3 separate regions of the Drosophila melanogaster genome follow, and all the other regions are linked to region 3. Evidence: chromatin contacts called from public targeted proximity ligation data. All regions are on one chromosome and are shown on one strand. The core of a region is the stretch at or near the end of the contact, and the rest is flanking DNA. Distances in the headings are between cores, read along the strand shown. Region 1 holds the start of CG43074. Region 2 holds the start of Eip63E (Ecdysone-induced protein 63E). Region 3 holds the start of CG32266.

Evidence for each region.
Region 1: a contact with region 3 is called in a targeted proximity ligation map of the Kc167 cell line, with 7 times the contacts expected there. A contact is called at or near these places in 3 of 107 Hi-C or Micro-C datasets (the Ras3 cell line, the S2 cell line and wing imaginal disc) and 2 of 7 datasets of targeted methods (both in the Kc167 cell line).
Region 2: a contact with region 3 is called in a targeted proximity ligation map of the Kc167 cell line, with 6 times the contacts expected there. A contact is called at or near these places in 6 of 107 Hi-C or Micro-C datasets (the Kc167 cell line and the S2 cell line) and 2 of 7 datasets of targeted methods (both in the Kc167 cell line).

Annotation. Positions count from the first base shown.
Region 1 is chr3L:3,482,764-3,486,811 of dm6, reverse strand. CG43074 reads left to right here and starts at 2,159. Exons shown (of 3, transcript NM_001259675.2): 1 at 2,159-2,242; 2 at 2,310-2,354; 3 at 2,433-2,980. The coding sequence starts at 2,192. The coding sequence ends at 2,885. It overlaps CG42324, which reads right to left. Exons shown (of 6, transcript NM_139562.3): 2 at 534-968.
Region 2 is chr3L:3,513,886-3,517,649 of dm6, reverse strand. It overlaps Eip63E (Ecdysone-induced protein 63E), which reads right to left and starts at 1,899. Exons shown (of 11, transcript NM_001202113.2): 1 at 1,716-1,899; 2 at 822-1,121. The coding sequence starts at 876.
Region 3 is chr3L:3,788,730-3,792,722 of dm6, reverse strand. CG32266 reads right to left here and starts at 1,919. Exons shown (of 2, transcript NM_168040.2): 1 at 1,868-1,919; 2 at 1,163-1,636. The coding sequence starts at 1,879. The coding sequence ends at 1,415. The region is part of intron 2 of CG32264; the gene reads left to right.

The sequences.
Region 1 (4,048 bases), core at 910-3,409, 310 kb after region 3:
CGGCGGGTTTTTGGGGACTTCAACTGGTTGTGGCAGCTGTTAAATTCGAGACTTGGTCTTGGCCACATTGGAAATCCACTCTAAGCTGTTTGGACTGCCGCGTTTTTCGGAATCCCAAAATTGTCATGGAATGGAGCGATGGAAGTGGCGCTTTTTGTCAAACAGCTGGGTTGCTACAAAGTAACTTTTATGGTGGGTATTCCTTTGAGTTCGTTTTACCTTTTCGACTTTTCATATCAAGTTAGGGAACAAATTTCTTAATGAGTTGGGACTTTCGAACCCGAAGGGCTGTACAAAGAAAGAAAATATTAACTAAAGGCGTTTTTAATTCAGAATTTCACGATAACTGAGAGCAATCATCAAAAATGATTTAAATGCCAACAGATTTGCTGTCTCCTCGGAGAGATAAGACCAATGTGAGATCACTACAATGAATTCTCTAGAAAGAATGTAACACAATATAGTTCATTGCATACCCCTCAATTGCGTTCTAATTAAAGTTAAAATTTCATAGAAGTAAATTCTGTACTTACGATTTCCCTCTGCAGCTTGGCGATGTTGAAGTTTGCCTGGGCGAGTCGCACACTCAAAGTGGCCACATCGCTGGTCAACTGTGCCCTTTCGCCGGCATTTCGATCCACCAGCTTGAGCATCTTGTCCTCCAGGCTCTGATTGACCTTTTGAACCCGCTTGTGCGATTCGTAGAGCCGATCGTACTTATCCTGCCACGCTATCACACTATCCTCGAGCTCCACTTGTCGTTCCGTTTCCCTCAAACAGGCCGATTCCAGGGCATACAGTTGCGTTTGTTTCTCGATTAACGCCTGTTGCAGCTGCTCGATTTCCGCTGCTGCGGGGGCGGATGTGGCAAGGGGCGTGGCAGCTATAGCCGGTGCTGCCGTCGCCGTGGATATTGCCGATTTTGCAGTTGATATCTCTGCCGCTTTCGGGTTGCCCGCTGTGGCCGCCTGCAAAACGAGTAAACACGCAAAATGAAATTATGAGCTGTAAATATTTTGTAATTAATTTTGCTTCCGGAGAGCACAAAACAACAACAGCAACGCATACCGGACGCAGAGTGTCACACGGTTTCGACTGCAGTACCCGCACTGAAAACACTGAAAAGGCCCGGACAAAGCGAACTCCGTAGAATGCTGCGGACAGCTTCATTATTTTGCCAGCGGATCTCCTCTCCTTGTGTGTTGTTATTATTTCCATTTTTTTTTTTTTTTTTTTGCTTAATTTTAAAACCTCATTTTAAAAAGCTTTGAGCGGGCTGTGTCATAAAAATGCTCGTCATGCCCGGGAATTTGTGGGCCAGGGGTAAGGGGATTCGACTTAACCCATAACGTACAGCATCTGCTGCAGATAAGGTATTAATCAGTGGTTTGGGGTGGGGTGTAAGGTTATATACCCTAGTCAAATTAGTCGGAAATATTTTAATTACCTTGATTTCATTATATTTCATTTTAATTTATTTGTAAGTATCAAAAATAGTTAAAAAGATCATAATTTGTAAATTTTTAATTCTGTAATTACTAGTCATTTGATGATAAGTGCATTGTTTTCAGTATATTTTATACAAATAATTTAGAGAATACACTATAACTCATATACCCCACAAGATACAGGGTAGGCTACATGGATCTGGAGCTCTTGACAACTGATAAGCGCAGTGTAATTGTGGATTATACAGCACGCAAACATTGAGAGAGTGAAATGAAACAAGAGAGATCATTTGAAGAGAACCGAAAAAGAGATAATACCTGAGAGCTTTGGCTTCGATAAGTTTTTAATCAGTCCAACGTATACATATATACGAATTTATTCAAAGAACATGGTTAGAAAATGAAAACATCATTAAAACATGAAAAATAGTTTGTATTTCTAGTATGTAATAAGAGAACTTTAAAACTAAAGCAATTTAGTCGGTAATATATACATATATTGATATATATAGACATGTTGGTATATGAAAAAGGCATTTAACAAAAGAAACATTCCGTTGCGTTTTGTCACTAAACCAATATTTTGCTGGAGATAAGACACAGAAATATTGAACTGACAGGTGTTGAAGAATTTCCTATTTCGTCTATCTAAATTAGAATTACGAACCACTGTCGACCCCTATAAAAACACGGTGCTAAGCTCTGAAGCCATTGTAAAGTGGTTACAGTGGTCACAATACGACATGGTTTGGATTTGGAGCCTAATTGCACTCGGAATAGTTGTTGGCGCAACGGTAAGCGTGATCAATAAAAATGTTCAATATATTTAATTTCCTTGTACGCTTCAAACATATTTTACAGGGGGAGAATGGGAGTAAACCGAATACCACCGAACCGACAACGACGGTAAAATCTTGAAATCCCTAAAAGCCATTAAAGAATGCGTAATCCTTTTCTCTAAATATATATGTACATATTCTTTAGGCGCCATCCTCACGAACTCCTGAAACAACTACTGTGAGTCCCTACACTGCACTCGATAAGACAATAACCGATGATCTTCAGAATATTCTAACCACATATGAGCGTGAATGCATTGGTAATTCTGAGTTCACACGTAATCTTGACCTCATACGCATCGCGGTAAAATGGGACCAGGGTCGTTTGAGAGAAAAGATAGAAGCACGAAGAGACTTTGATGTGTACAATGAACAACGCATTTTAATTGAACGACAAATTGATGAGCGCATAGAGGCCCTCAATAATATCCTGCCTACCCAGGAACCGAATAGTTATTGCTCAGAATTTTACTTGAAGCAAAGAGAAGCTCTTAGGAATGCTAAATCACTTTCGAATCAAGATAAATCAAACACTTTAATAATTAACAAAGCAATTTGCACTATCAATGATAATTATAATGATTATTTTCTTTACTAATCAGCAATCAGTCTAAGTGAAAAAAATCTGAAATGTATTTACTTATATTTATAACTCAAACCTAATGATTCAAATATATATATGATACTTGTGAGAACATTCAAATTGGAGAAATGATTCATACCGGCTTGCAAAAATTAAAAAGTAAGCACTTATTTGCCAAGTTAGAAGAGTGCTACTGAGTGCTTTTCCTTGTCACTCAAGTCACGACCTCTGCTAATCCATAACGCGGTTATCAATATCAATACTCATCCATCTCCGGCTTGTCCAATTAAGTTGGGGAATCTCGAGTTTAGTTGGAAGTCCCGACACAGATGGCCGGGAATCAAAGTGCAAACTACGTTGGCAAACAACTAATTGGATTAACTTGACACAAAAACGAGAAGGAAGGAGTTGCAGCCAGAATGTCACCAGTGAAAACTTTGTCTTTGGTTACTCCTTTGGACTCCTTGAAAGCGTTGGAAAACCACATGAGTTTTCCTTTCGTCACATATGAGCGACAGGAATTGGCGAGGGAAACTCGCCTGTCGCCTGCGCTCAAACCTAAAAACTGCAAAATGTACAGAAAATTTAATTAAAAAAGGATTTTCGGCCTGTGTGCCAGTTGCTTGGCTTCCTCGTCTTCGCTGAGCTGGCCCCTTTCGATTTTTCCCACATTTCCCACTGCTCGAGCAGCCAAATAATTTTTCTTCGCACTCCATTTCTGCCAACAACGCATAAGAAAATTCAATTTATAGTTTGTGTGTGTGTGGGCGTGGCAAATTGCCAAAGACAGACAATGCTATTAATTAATTTGGAAAGCATTTGCCGGGCGGAAGGAAGGTGGCGGTAACAATTAAAATGGAACCGGTTAAAGTGCCGTCGGGGTGTTCTTAGAGGCCAAAATGATGAAGAGTTGGCCAAAAAGTTTGCTTTTCGCCTGCACATGTGTGAGTTTCCGGTTCAGTTTAGGTACACACTCGTACAAATTTATGTGGGCATACATTTTCCCGGCATATGATACTTGTTTTCCCTCTATGATTTGTTTGCCTTCGGTCATTAAAACCATTTTCGTGTTTCCACATTTCCCTGCTTTTATGTTAGGTTTTTGCCAGCGGCCAGTTTTTCAATAATTTATTAAATGTTTTTCGTTTTGATGTACACAAATAACTTAACAAGCTAAA
Region 2 (3,764 bases), core at 650-3,149, 280 kb after region 3:
ATCGTTGTTAAGCTGGTTATGGTTTGTTTTGCTTTTGCTGCTTTGTGCCTCGCTTTTTGTTCAAATTTATTCCCCGCGACCAGTGGCATTCATTAATTTCTTGCCTTATTCGCTGCCCTCGCTTCGCTCTTTTGGTTATTGATATTAATAAAACTTTTCTTCTTTCCTCAGCCCAAAAAGAAGTCCAAAAACAAATCGGCCAGCAATCGTGGTTGCTCAACAAGTTACGTCAGATGCGTTGGTGGGGATTGCTGTTTCAGGGTTTTTTGCCCGGATCCCGGAATACAAAACAAAAGATTAAGCTTTTGAGGGATTAGGATTACGGCCTTGTGTACCGGGCAAACAAATGTGCAAGTCTTTGGAAAAGCGCAGATAAGCGGGCGAATTATGGAATTTTACTTGTTTTTTTTTTTAATTTCTCTGCCGCCATCTGGAGATGAAAGAACCTTAATGAAAAACCTTCCAAACATTTAAAGATATTGTATGTTTATTTCCATAGTTTTATGGCTCTTCTTAAAACCTAACCTTCCTTTAATTGCCTTTAAATGTCAGTCTTTCTTAGCCAAAGGTTATACTAATATCTAGGTCGACCAACTAACTTTAGTTTAATTACACAGAGTGGCATTGACCGGAAACCTGCAATTTAAATTGTTCGTTCGCCTTGAACTTTAACCGACTTGTCGTTTGTATGTGCACCCTTGCATCTGTGCTTCAGTTTTTTGTGGGTCACCATTTACTGTTTCTTTTTAAAGATTTTTAAGGGTTTTACTTCTTGTGATATATTTTCTTTAATCTTAAATCCTTTTAAGTATATAACTCACCATCTTTAGCATTTGTTGCCCCCGTTGTTGTTGTTGTTGTGGTGGTGGTGGCCATAGTTTTAGTTTTTGATTTTATTGTTGCTGGTGTTGTGCAGGCAGAGGCCTCTGCCGACGCCGACGTCGCTGCTCTGTAGAAAGCCGATGTTGTTGTTGCCGATGTGGATGTGGTTAGTTTTGTTGTTGTTGCTTCCACGGCGCCAGCAGCTGACAAACTTCGCGAGCAGTGTATTAGTCACCTGTTCTTTACAGGTGCAAGAAGTAGGGGGTGGCAACTGGATGGGCTTTGTATGCGTATGTCAGCTGATAGGGGGGAAAAACGCGAGATTTGTTAATCAGCGTGGAAAAAGGCGAGGATGGGGTTTTCCAGGTGTTCCGTAACCAGGAAGTGCACAAAAATTAAAACAACAAGAATTAAAAGTCATGAAGCTAGTTTTGGTTATCTTGGTAAGAATCGACTTTATTTGCGGGTTTCATTCATTTAGCAAGTATTTGGAATTTATTTTAGTAGGGATTTTGTTTTTTTGATCCATTGTCCACCATTAAGGTTTTAAGTTAACTTTCGTTACTTTTAGATATCAAATCTATATATTGATATTTTGGGCACTCTGCTGCTTCTCTAATTTTGGTTCACTTAAGTGGCCAAGACTTTCTATTTAATATTTTTGCTTAGCACACAAGCAGCTGCCTTAATTTATAATTGAATTTATCAAATTTATTTCTGTTATTATTTCGCTTGCTCTTTTGTTTTTATTTTATTTTTGTTGCATGTGCGTCGGTGTTTATGCATGTGTGCGCGCGTGTGTGTGTGTGTGTGTGCGTGCTTATGCGAGAGTTGGTGCACTGTGTGTTTGTTGTTGTTGCTAGTGACGCGTACGCGTGTTTTCTCGCTCGCACCTGCACGTTTTCACTGGCTCGATTAGTTGCCGCACGCTGCTAACGGCCGCTGCACATGTTTTCGGTAATTTTACGCGATTATTTGTTTAGTTTCTTGTGCAATTTCACAGTTGTTTTTTGACGGCGACTCGCGGAGCGAGCACGAATTTGGTCACACCACATCGCCAGTGTGGCCAGGCAGGGGTCAGCGCCAAAAAATCAGGCGGCGCAGCTGAGAAATACCAAAACATATGACTTTGCAGAAAATACTGCTAACTTTTAACAGCACGCAAGTAACAGAATTCTGTTAAAAAAAAATAATTGTATTGACTTAAGTTCTACAAGAACAATACTAATTTCTCTAAATTTCAAGAAACAATGCGGTTCCTCTAGCCTTTTAATCGGAACGGTAAAGCAACTAGCTAGAGATCTTATAGAAACTAACAAGTTAAAATCCAAGGTTAACAGTACATTAAAATACAACTATCCGGCAACGTCAAAGTCATCTTTTCCACTTTCTGGCAGCCTGCTTTCAAAGTTTTTAAAACAATGAAATAACTGAATTCTCATATTGCACTTTAAAGAAATGTGGATTGCAACTGAGGGCAAATAACAATAATATAAAATTGTTCCTTCATTTTTGTTTTGTTAATATATAAAAATATCATGTTATTTGACAGAATGTTTTTTATAGTTTTAATACAACATTTTCTTGAGTTCTTTAATATTTTTGAATTCAACGTTTTTATTACGACTCCAAACCTATTTAACAGCCAACATAAATATTAAAGCCACTGAAAATTTTTCTAAGGCTAAACTCTCTTTTTTCTATATTTTTCTCGAAGTTCAAAAGGGATAACTGACCTTGGCAGAAATTCGTTTACAATTATTCACTATTGTTTTAGACCCAATAAACATTTTTTTACAATTTGACAACAAATTTGTGACCTTGACAAGAAAATATGACACCAATATTTCGGCAACAACAATCGGCTTAGGTTGATAAGTGAGGTAATTTTGGATGACGAAGATCGCCTGACTCTCCCACTCGCTCCCAGTTTTTTTTTTTTTTTTTTCTGACATTTTGTTGCTGTTTTTGTCACCCAATTTGCACGGGTATTTATTTGTTTTTTGATTTTTTTTTTAGTATTCCGCACGGCTGTTGAGTGAAAGTTGCCACCGTTTAGAGTAATGTGTGTTGTTGTTGCTGCTGCCACGCCCACTGCCCGCCCGCCTTATCGTCACCTGTCGCTGGATGTGAGTGAGGTGCTAATTCGACAGTCAATTGTGTAAAAAAGAGTACGGCTAGCAATTGCATAATATCAAAGCTAAAAACCGAAACTCGAGCAAAAATATTTTGGGCGCCAGAGATCAGAGAAAAAGAAGGCGATTAACCAACTCCAAGAAAAGCCATAAAAATCGACAGAACCGAAATGAGTTTTTTTTTTTGTTTGTAACTCGGGGGGAAACGTGTTCTTCCCATTGCCGAAATCAATTTTGTTGCAGAATTAAAAGCCACAAGCTGGGGTCATAAAATATCTGAAAGAGATCAGTTGTGAGATCCCAGAGTTTCAAGTCAATGTCCTTTGCAATCCACTTCGATCTTTGATTGCTCTTGATGCCCTCAGAAAAGGTATACTAAAATAGTCAGGCGATTAGTTTTATATTTTTAACTTTAATAGCAATACTTGATAGCACTTCTTGTGGAATATTAACAATATGCAATAGTTCAACTTATATAAACTTATAACCCATATCAAGCTGTACCAGCCAAGAATCATTATAATTCCTCGAATTGAAGGGTATTGAAACGCTGTTTTTAAAAATCAGTGCTTCCTCGTTTTTTAGTTGAATTTCGTTCTTTTTTTTTATCATCTTTGGTTGTAAATCGTCTTGGCCCTTGCAGGTTTGGCCTGTTTGCAGACCTCTTGTTGGCCAAAAGGGCCACAGAACGAGTTCTGACCACCGCCGATCGAGCTGCAAATGGTTCAATCGATCGATCGATCGATCACCATATGAAAGTCCCAAGTGGACAGGAGATAAGTTTTCCTTCTATGCACAGCAACGTTT
Region 3 (3,993 bases), core at 670-3,169:
CAATCAAGTGGAAAACAACATTAGCATGTACATTATTCAACGTTTAACCACATTCTGCCTTATCTAAATGCATTTATTCAGGATGTTGCACATATTTCTCATTTCGGGCCAATTTCCATATGCATTTCGATGCTCTTTTTATTTTTCACAGCACCACGGTGCACAATGCGACTGAAAGGATGCTGCAAACACCAGCACAGCAGCTCACTAACACACACGCATTATGCAAATGGCGACACTGAAGCTGACGTCTAAAAAAATGAGAAATAGGAGTAGCAGTAGCAGTAGGGCAGCAGGGGAAAGGGGAAAGAGGAAGGGAGTAGGGAAAGGGGAAATGGGAAATGGAAAGGGGAAAGTGTGCACAGGAAATGCAGGGCTGTGTGCTAAGATGGCGGCGGGGAAAGTGAAACAGCAGCTCAAAGAAAGTCCTATATTTTTTAGGCAATTATTTGTGACTGCAAACTATTTTGGCACAATTTTTATAAACATATTGTGCTTAGGTAGCTTTAAAATCAGTTTCAAACTAAAAAATATTCCTATAAATTTGAATCATTTCTAAAAATCCATTTAAACAGCTAGAAAAGAAGATGTATTTTTTTAAATATTTATGCCATATAAACATTTTTAATCTGCGGTTTTTACTACCCGTTTTCTTTTGATCCTTTTGAATTGCATAATTTTTCATGCTCAAAATTCTTATATTTATCAGTTATTTTTTCGAGTGCACTCCACTTAACCCATTGCAACTTAGTTGCCATAATTTGCACATTTTAGCTGCGATGCAAATGCACGCCGACGCATGCCAGCGACAGTTGACCCCCGACCCCTGTGACTCCTACCCTTTCACACTATCCAAAGCACAACCCCCCACCATTCGCTAGCCCCCTTTTAGCCCACAATTACCGCCCAAAACGCCCCGTTTTGCCACATGAAACATGATATACGAGCCAAAGCGAATGTTTTTGATAGCTAATGGAAATTGCCAAGAAAACCAGCAGCAACGACAGAAACAAATTCGTAAATATTCTAAAATACGCCTCTTTGCTTCCACAAGCACTGTGCACTGAGCGAAAAACTATCAGAATGTTTTCTTTTTTTATAACAAAAGAAAGCTTTCATATATCACCAATGTGAAAACCCAATTGAATATAAGCAAATATTTCGATAATCAATGGCTATGTATGTTTAATTTTTTTTTTTTCAATTATTTAACAAGTGTTTTTCTGCGAGTGTAGAGCCAATGCCACTTTCATTTTGCAGCCCCTTTTAATCTGCAGTTGCTCCAAGCAAATGACAGCAAATAGCTGGCCTTTGGTATGCGAATCTTTATCTGTTTTATCAGGTTTATTTGTTCATTAGTTCGACGTCATCGGGAATTATCGTTGTACAGTGTGCATTCGATGGTGTGGGAACTTCAGCGTCTCAGGTACAGCGAGCTGTAGGGATAGGCTCCGTAGGCGTAGGGCGTGGCGGCATAGACGCCGCTGGTGTAGGCAGCACTGTACGTGGGTGCGTAGAGTCCGCCCGAGTAGGCGTAGGGCGTGGCAGCAACCACAGGCGAGGCCGCACTGTAGGCGGTCAGGAATTGCGGCTTGCCACAGGCAACGGCCAACAGGGCGAACAGGCACAGAGCGAACTGGTTAGAAAAGTTGGGTGAAAAGGGTGAGGGGGGATTTCATTAGCCAAGGAAATAATTACAGTCTTTTGGAGCTGCCACAACAATAAAACTCCTTAGATTCAAATAGATCTTATGTTGTGACTTGAAAGGAGCTTAATAGAACCTCTGATTGCATTATTTCAGAATTCACTTTTGTCAGATACTTGTATCCTTCATAGGTATTTACTTGATATCCCTTTAAATACTCACAAACTTGAACATCTTGAATTGATTGATTTTGGTGGTATATCCGCTGATTGAACAGAAACTGATATGATTAAACAAACGCAGAAGCCCTGGCTTTTATAGTAAAACCTAAGTGGACTTTTGGCTTCACTATCGGCTTTGGTGGGCGGCCCACGAAAAGGGGCGGTGGGCGGTGGGTTAGAGGTCACTCTTGACCCTGGCACGTTTGCTCATTTGCTGTAGTATTGTTTTTTTTTCCTACTACGTTTCTGGCCCGTTTTAATTTGGCCCAAACGTCTTTATGGCCGCTTTGCGCTGCGTGCACTGCATTCTTAATAGCGCTTTTGTTTACCTATGTATGTTTTTTGCTAGATGTTTTTGGAGAAAAAAAATAAAAAATAAAAACGGAAGCAATCAGAAAAATTCCCTGAGCAAATGCAATTTGACCTCTGGCAATGTTAATTTGTGTTGGCCAGATTGTCAATTATCGTTATGACTGCCAGAGATTCCTTGCGCAGCTCCGAAATAGAAAATTCCAAGAGGAATTCCACAGCGAAGACCTCAGAGAAACGGGTTGCCTTGGCTACTTGGCTATGTGAGCCTCATTTTTCTTAGCCCTTTGCATTGCTGTTCCTATTGTTTAGATGCAGCTGATTGTGTTTACACTGCTCAAAACTTATAGTCTGATCACGAATAATACTCAAGGATATAGAAACATTTGCTTTAAATTAATCAAAAGTGAAAATAGAATTTTAGTGTTTAGATTGAAAATAGAAATTTTGTTTCAGTTTGGCGCCTTCTTTGCTGTTACGCTTTGCCCACTCCACAAACATTCAATTTGTCAAGTTGTTAAATTTTAGCAGCTTTTCAGCTGTGCCCCGCCCACTTTCCCAAGAGCGCCCACTTTCTTTGCTCTCGCCCATTGTTGAATGCTGTGCATTTTGCATTTTAAATACAATATAAATTAAGTTGGCAGCTTCTGGCATTGAGAACAGTTTTCGGCAAAGCTGCTGAATGAATGAATGGCAGCCCTTTTATCAAGATTCTCAAGTTAATTTTGCTGAAGGATAAGAAGTTCGGGGAAAATGGGCGGGGAAATCGAGGAAAAACTGACATTGAAGACGAATTGTTCGCTCGGAATGAAGTGGAATTTTATTCCGGTGGGTGGAAAACTTTCCTTGACGATTGAATAAAACGCTGAACTGTTGGGAGAACTCAAAAGCACAATACTATTTTAAAATAGTATTACCAAAGATGTTGGATACCATAAATGAGTTAAGCACAAACTCCATTTGTTTATAAAAATATAATGTGCAAATATGATTTCCAATTTATTTATCCATAAATAATGAAAACATTTAAACATAATATTTGAATCTTATAAATTGTCTCTTTAAATATTAAGTTCGTAAATATATTTGAACGATCATTTACAAAATTAATTTTCTTCGTATAGTTTTGGAGTCACACAAAACATCGGCGAGAAATTTCTCGCATGCGATAAACAGTAAATATTGCACTGCTTGAAGCAGTGCTTCGCAAACTTGCGGCGCCTCTCAAACTGCTATTGTTGTGCTCTCTCCCTGAAAATTTTCTCTCTTTGAATTTTCCATTCTGTTTTTCATTTGCGGACCTGCGCTTTTCATTTGCCGGCATTTCTGGAGCAACAACAAAATTCCAGCGCTGAGTTTTCCCCCTGCCATGCCCCCCTTTTCGTATTTATATATTTAGCTCTCATTAAATATTTTCAACTAGAGCGAAAGATACTTCCGTTTCCTGTTTTATAAAAATAGTACTTGCCATATATAAATATACATATTTACTATGTATATAAATATTTGTAACTATATATGAGGTAAATACTTACTTGACTTAATATAACTAACTAGAAAATAATTCAAACTCCTTATCAAATTCAAAGTAAAATTTGGGAAAATCTACCATTTAGTTCTTCTATATATTATTATATATAAGATTATACTAAAAGTTCACTTTTCCGAGCGCTCACTGTAGGGTGTTTTTGTAGTGGGCCTAAAAATAGGAGACGCCACCACTCGTGAAAATTCTTGAAGAGCAGTTTGGGAAATTCCTTACCGAAAAGTTATATATGGCCGAAAAGAGATTTGCCTTGCGCCATTGTTTAGTGAATT